Linked DNA regions of Mus musculus: region 2 is linked to region 1. Evidence: chromatin contacts called from public promoter capture Hi-C data. All regions are on one chromosome and are shown on one strand. Each heading gives the region's core, a stretch centred on a gene start, on an enhancer-like site or on the middle of the called end of the contact. The rest is flanking DNA. Distances are from core to core; before and after follow the strand shown.

What was found. Promoter capture Hi-C pulls out the DNA fragments that hold promoters and counts their contacts.
Region 2: a contact with region 1 is called in a promoter capture Hi-C map of liver, with 2.3 times the contacts expected there. The contact joins the promoter of Tbc1d5 here to the promoter of Apobec2 in region 1. A contact is called at or near these places in 2 of 39 promoter capture datasets (the 3T3-L1 cell line and liver).

What each region holds. Positions count from the first base shown.
Region 1 is chr17:48,431,254-48,434,813 of GRCm38.p6, forward strand. It overlaps Apobec2 (apolipoprotein B mRNA editing enzyme, catalytic polypeptide 2), which reads right to left and starts at 1,475. Exons shown (of 3, transcript NM_009694.3): 1 at 1,226-1,475. The coding sequence starts at 1,356.
Region 2 is chr17:51,177,495-51,181,457 of GRCm38.p6, forward strand. Tbc1d5 (TBC1 domain family, member 5) reads right to left here and starts at 1,858. Exons shown (of 22, transcript NM_028162.4): 1 at 1,606-1,858.

The DNA.
Region 1 (3,560 bases), core at 225-2,724:
CCCCTGTGTCTATATTAGTCTGTGCCCAGCTGCTGCCTTAATCCTAGGATGAGCGCAAGATGATCTGGGCGAGCAAGAGTGAATGGAAGTTCAATGCCTACTCACATCTCAGAAACCAAGCAACACTTCCCCCTGGGTTCTCTTAGAAGTCAGAAAATATCTGAGCAGGAAGGGACATTAAGAATCAAGTCGGGTAGCTTCCTCATGTTTGAAACAAGAAAGTAGAGGCCAGGCCTGGAGCAATACAGGTCAAGCATAAAACAGCAAGTCCAAACTGCTCCCCAGGGCTGCTCCTCCTCCTTCAGGCCTTTGTTCCTCCTGAGACTTGGTGTGCCCCCACCCAGCCTTTGCGCGCATTGCTGGAGAAATGCTATGAAGGGAACCGAAGTTCAGGAAGGAAACTTGGATTTAGCGGCATCTTCCTCTCTAGGAATAGAGAGAGATAAGGAGAAAGGCTACTTGCATTCATTTCTGGGGGCAACACAATCTGGACAAGAGGGGACCCTGTAGACTAACTTGAGCCCAGTGGCTATAAACTGTGCTTAAGCTTCCAGTATCTGCAGCTTGGAGATGACTTCTTGCTGGGGCCATCTTTAAATATGCCGTTCTCACTGAACTTGTTGGGATTGGGCTATATGCACAGGCAGATGATGTCCGATACCCCGCAAGACCGATCGCTGCCAGGGCCCCTTCTCCTTCTCCACAGCATCCATACCACCACTCTTCCAGAAACTTCTCTCAGTATGGCACCCATTCTGCCTTTGCACATTTGCAGAGACTGCCATGAAGAAAATGTTATGTAGTTTCATTCTGGGGGTTCCATTCCTTCCACATCCTCCTGATTACAGGGTCTAAGTTGTCACCTCAAAAAGCCAAGAGTATCTGGACCTGGTGTTAGCTGCTTTTAATCCCAGCAATGAAGAGGCAGAGGCAGGAGGAGGATCGCTGTGAGTTCAAGACCAGCCTGGTCTACATAGTGCGATCCAGGCCAGCCAGAGTTACATGGTAAAACACTGATTCAAATTAATTAATTAATTAATTAATTAATTAATTAATTAATTAAAAAAGACAAGAGGCCTTTGCTGCCCAGAAGCCTCCTGCTAGCATGCTGGACGCACAGCTTGTGGCTGACCTTGGGCTTCCCTATTCTTGTCCTAACCTTCCACAGCCTGCTCAGACCCCACCCTTTCCCAGGCAGGAGCCCCAGCCCCCACACAAGGCTTACCCAGTGACAATCTCGAAGGGCGGAAGATCGATCAGCTCTTTCAGCTTCTCAGGGTCTTCCAGGTTCTCCAAATCATCTCCATTCTGAGAGGCTGGCGCCGCAGCCTCAGCGGCCTCTTCCTTCTGAGCCATGGAGGAACTGTGGCCGAAATGTGGAGAGGTTGTCAAGCCAGCCAAGGGCCTGGCGGCAGAGTCCCAAGCAGCTGTCAGCAGCTAAGCCTGGCTGGGGATGACAGAGAGAGGACCGGATTTGGTGCTCCCCACAACTCAGCTGCAGGCTTTATAAGCAGGCCCTCCCGCCCCACCCTTGGAGCTCTCTCACTCATCTTTTTTTAATTGGATGACTGACAGGGTGACAGGGTGGGGGAATGGAAACTCTGGCCATGTGTATTCCCCCTATTTATCAGCAGGCAGACAGGAAGCTGGCAGGTGGGGAGGGCTGGGCCAATTCTACCCCGTCTCTCCTCTCTCGTTTACCCAGACTCGACTGAGTTTTAGGGGAGAAGGCCTCTCATTGTTTTAAACAGATAAGGCCTGTGATGAAGGAGGGACTTGTAGTGACCCCCCTCCCCCGCCCACGTTGGGGGGAACTCGGGTTTAGGAAAAGAGGGTCTTTGTGGGACATGAGTTAGAAACCAATGATTTGAGAGGAGAATGTCTGTTGCTACTCAGGGTCTGCATGTTATGTTCGTTGTGAGCCCGAGTGGGTAGGTGGATGGATGCGCGTTTGCGCATGCGCACGAGCATATGCTCGCCCGTGAGTGCATCGGCCAGAAGACCTGATCAGGTGCCTTCCTCTGTCAATCTCCACCTATTTCTTTGAGGCAGGCCATCTCCTTAAACCTAATGCTTCACACTCCGAGTTAGGCTTGAAGGCAGTAAACCCCCGGCCATCCTCAGGCCTCTGCCCTGCTCAGAGTCTTCGTCCCCTTCATCAGTCCTGTGCCTGCCTGAGGGCGCATGCTGAGCAGATGCTCTGTTGGCAACGGTTCCAGGCACTGAGGTGCAGAACAGACCAAAGGAAGAAGCAAAGAAAAGCCCTGCTCTCCCGGAGCTTGCAGGGGTCAGCTGCTATATCCGCTAAGTAAAATAACTTCATGTGTTTTGGTAAGTGCTGGGGAGAACTGGCAAGGAAGCATCTGAAAAAGACAAAGAGTGAGATTACATTTTGAAAAGATGTTTACTTTTTCTTTATTTCCTTGTTTGTTCTTGAGAAAGAGTCTCTCTGTCTTGACCAGCCTGGCCTTGAACCCACAAAGGCATGTGCCACTACACCTGATCCTTATTTTTTATTTTTAGTTATCTGCTGTTAAGTCTCTGGGTGCATATATGCATATAAGTGCAGATGCCTGCAGAGGCCAGAAGAGGGCGTCAGATACCTTGGAGGTGGAATGCAGGAAGCTATGAGCTGCCCCATGTGGGTACTGTATTCCAGTCGTCTGCAAGAGCAATGTGTGCTCGTAACTTCTGGGCCATCTATCTCTTTAGCCCCAAGATTACATTTTGATAAGGAAGGACTTTGGAAAGAAACGGATCAGTCCAAAGGAGACAAAGGAAACATTCATCTGACTATCTAAAAGGAAAGTTCTCCGAGCAGACGTGGAGGGGGTGGGGGAAGAGGTAGGGGAAGGTGTGTACAGGAGAATTCTTAGGGGTGGGGACAGAGGCCCTGAGATTTACTGCTGTGCTCCAGGAAGCAGCAGGGACAGCTGAGTGATTGGATAGTCTTTGGAAGGGAAGCCAGAAGGAGAACAAGCTATGCAGATATGCTGGGATATATGTCTCACTTCTGGTTCAGTGTAGTGAGGCAGAGTGAAATCCCAGCATCTGAGAAGAGGCAGAAAAACCAGGAGTTCAAGGCCAGCATTAACTATATACTGAGGATGAGGCTATTCTGGGCTATAAGAGACCCTTCTACAAGCTATACTATACTATACTATACTATACTATACTATACTATACTATACTATACTGGGGAACCCATTAGAAGACGAGTCAAGCCAGCTCGAGAAGAAGTTGAAGTAGGATGACATTGTAGGGCAGTGGGCAGTTTGTAGCTCACGTGATGAATACTTAGCAGGCCCCCCTCCACGTTTCTATACTTGGTGGTACGAGTGCTCTAGACTCTCCAGGGAAATGGAAAAGTAGCCAAGACCACCTGCTGGCTGCAATGTTAAATCTCGGTTGCAGGTAGAAAGGCTTGGCACTTAACTTAGTAGAGTACTTGCTTAGCATGCCAAAGCCCTGAGTTCAATTCCCAGCCCTGAATAAACCAGAGATAAATAAATCCCACACTGGGGAGGTAGAGGCAGGAGGACCAGAAGTTCAAGGTCATC
Region 2 (3,963 bases), core at 608-3,107, 2.7 Mb after region 1:
AACCCAAGATTCCGAGCCTATGCCTTAATAAAAACTCAATGAACTGGGAAGCGAGTCTTTTAAGAAGTACGCCAAACCATTTTAACAAAAATAAATAAATAAATAAATAAATAAATAAATAAAACAAAAATGTGGTGCAGGCACCACACAGCATACAGAGCACACAATTTGTACTTCTTTTCCTTCTCCTGGAATCCAGCGTTGGTTCACTCTACTTCCCCCAAGCAAACTTTATTAGTGCACCCTGACACTGAACTTTCCTATCAGGCCACCTCTTCATTCCAAGGGGTGTGTGTGTGTGTGTGTGTGTGTGTGTGTGTGTCCGTCCTTCACAGACACGTAACTTCATTTCTATACACAGAAGATATTTACACCTTTTGTATTGAACAAGGTCTTGTCCATCACCACGTGAGAAATGCAGAATAACAAGTTGTATCAGTTACCACATCCACTGAATTCCTATCACATTTTTAACAAGAACCCAACCCCCAGGGACTCAGGTTTGATCAACGCTCTCTATCCCACTGCAGCTGCCCTTTCCATTCTATTTCGGACACCAAGGAAGTCCTGGAAATAGAACTGAACCAAAGACGCATAACGGAAAAGTGAGTTTCTTTCCCACTGTATTCCAAGAGTTCTTTTCCAATAGTGCATCCTGTGCCACAGCACACTAATAAGAGGTGGTTTGTGGACTACACTGTGATGGACTACGCGTACAAAAGCCCTAGCATTTCAGCACAATCCACCTCAGGCAGTTTAGCATGTAACCTGCATAGTAAAGTTTCAGTCCAGTTCAGAATTGAGAAATGGGGACTCTGCAGAAAGTGATGGGGGGGGGGGGGTGGAAGTTGAAGGGTTATAAAAGATGTAACCTTCAAAAGCTGTTACCATTCTCAAGCGCTGAATTGGTTAGTAAGTCGTCCTGAAACTATTAGTAACTAGGAGTGACCAAACTCTAGGTCGCATATCTGCACAGAATGTATTGGAAGAACAGTACATTTCCAGGAAAACAGAGGGGGCAGGGGGAACTCTCCCAAGTCGTTCTCCTCGGGTCCTGCCAGGCCTCGAACTGACAGATGCCGGCGTGACTAACTTAAGTAGCACTAAGGCAAATTAAGGCAGGAGAGGGTTTCTCTCCTCCGAGGCTGCTCGGCTCCGGGCTCCAGCCGCCTGACTTCCGGCCTGGGAAGGAAACGTGCAGCCCAGGGCTGAAAGAAACAGGGAACCGGCCAAAGAGGAAGTAGAGCTGGCTGAGCAGCTCGGCAATGCCCGGTAGCTGCTTCCCGAGCTCGTCCGGGAGCGAGGACCGAACGGGGACGGGGACTGGGACGAGCGGGCTGAGAGAGGCTGCCTCGCCCGTGTGCGCGCTCGCCCTTCCGCCCGCTCGCCCGCCGGCCCGCAGCGGACCGAGCCCCAGCCCGCCTCCCTTCCCAGCCCGCGCGCAAGCCGCGGCCGGCGGCTCGGGCCTTCCCTGGCGGCGGGACGGGGCCCAGCGAGGCTGAGGGGAGGCCGGGGAGGGAGCGACGGCTGTGCAGCTGCCCGGGGAGGCTGACGGGGGAGGCGAGGCGCTTTTTCACCGTTAGCATCGTTATGTTATTTTTTTACCTGTAGCGCAGCAGGGCTCCCCAGCTCCTATTCCCTGAATCCTCCTCCCCTCCTTTCTCTCTCTCTCTCTCTCTGTCAGTCTCTCTGTCTCTCTCCTCTCTTTATCTCGCTCTCTCGCTCTCTCTCTCTCTCTCCCCGTCAGTCTGCCGGGCTCTCGTGGAACACGCCGGGCCTGGCCCGACCAGCAAGAGAATGGGGCGGGAGGTGGCGGCGGTGACCAGCGGCCACGTGACCACGCTCCCTCCGTAACGGCGTCCGCCTCCTGCTGCGCGCCCTCCCGGCGCTCCACCTCTAGTAACCCCGCGCGCCCGGGGACCCGTGCGCAGGCGCGCGCCCGGGCCTGGGACGAGCCAGCGGGTGAGCCGCGGGTGACCCGCGCTCTGGGAGCCTGGTGTCTTGGGGGATAGGTCGGGGTGAAGAGGGAAAAGGGGACGCCCGAGACCAATGGAGCTGCCTGGGCCATGCCGATGCGCATGCGCGCGGGGCCTCCCTACAGTGGGAGCCGGCCTTCTGCCACAACCCGAGGTCCCCCACTTGCCACCAGCTTCCCAGGGTGGGACTGGCATCGAGGAGATAAGTCAGGCCTGGGAACGTCCTAAGAATCTGGCACTCCTGCCTCGGATCGCACAATTTCCTTGTCTCCTGTAAATGGCCTTCCCTTCATCCTTGGTCTACAGCTGTACAGACTGATGACAGATAGGTCGTGCCACCCAATTTTGTAGGGACTCACTACCTCTTTGTGAAGACCTTCTTTGTATGAATCCAGAGAGGTGCTGTTTTTTGTTTTGTTTTTTTAGCAACCCCACACCTGTAAAAACACACAGGTTTTATCTTCTCAGACCTCGAATCTAGACTAATGACTAGTCATTAGATAGTTAATCTAATGAATGACAATTTTGGCAAATGACTAGACCCTGGTTTTACCGCCCTATGCCCCTGCTTAATCCTGACTTAAAGTTGCATTTAACCTCCAGCAATGGGAGGCTGGTATTTTCTTCTTCAATAAGAAAGTGGTAAATAGCTCATCTGAGTTGGAGAGAGAGAAAGAGAGATCTCTTATTAATCTGTCTTTACAAATAGCGCAAAAAAAAAAAAAATCAGTTGTTATGTTCAGATTATGGAAACCAAAACAGAGGTCAGAAAGTTAGCTAGCTTCCAAGGAAGGCATACCACACTTAACACAGTGATTCTCTTTTTTCTAATGCCCTTCTCACTGTAGCAGAAATTGAACAGGTTGAATAGAGTAAGCTATTAAAAGTTCTGGCTAAACTCATGATTACATTAGTCTCATGAACAGAATCCTAAGAAATAGGAAGATGCATCATGCTGTATTTGGATATTGCTCTCCCAGCTAGCAATACAGCAGTCAGCCACATGACTGGTATTCTACAATGTATAGTGGACTTTGTTCTCCGGCACCGAAATATCTCACCGCAGACCCTCATCTCCTTCCTGAAGTACTGACTATGCTGGTGTTACTGGGACTGTAGAGGTCCTTCAGTGTGGTCACCAAATGACAGGAGAAATCTCTATCCCCTCTTGGGACGCTTAGTCTCATAAATAGCATAATTTAAGAAGGGACCGAAGGGCAATTTCATTAGAGATGAAAAGAACATCTCTGAAGACTATAAAGCTCAGCTGCTTCTCAGAGATGGATAAAAGAAGACAGAAAGCAGCCATACCATTTGTGGTGATTAAATAAAAATCGCCCCCGTAGGCTCATGTGTTCGAATGGTTAGTCACCAGAGAGTAGAGTGATAGAAGGATTTGAAGGTGTGGCCTTGTCAAAGGAAGTGAGCTTTTGAAACCTCAAAAGCTCATAGTGGGCCCAGTCTCTCAGCCTACAGATCAGGAGTAGTTTTCAGCTGCTTCTCCAGCACCATGTCTACCTGCATGTCTCCAGGTTCCTCACCATGATGATAATGGACTAAACTGACACTGTAAGCAAGCTGCCAATTATTATTTTCTTTTCAAAGAGTTGACGTGGTCATGGTGCCTCCTAAGACACCATTGAAGCTGGCACAGAGGGTAGCTACACGGCCAACCACCAACTGCATGGTATGGAAGGAGACTTTACAGAAAGAAAGAAAGAAAGAAAGAAAGAAAGAAAGAAAGAAAGAAAGAAAGAAGGGAGGGAGGGAGGGAGGGAGGGAGGGAGGGAGGGAGGGAGGGAGGGAGGGAGGGAGGGAGGGAGGGAGGGAGGGAGAGAGAGAGAGAGAGAGAGAGAGAGAGAGAGAGAGAGAGAGAGAGAGAGGTAGAAAGAAAGAAAGAAAGAAAGAAAACCCAGAGTGTTAAGGAAAACAAGATTAGGAAGAGACAGAAAAAATTCTAAAAGTAGTCTGACTTAACTAGCTACAC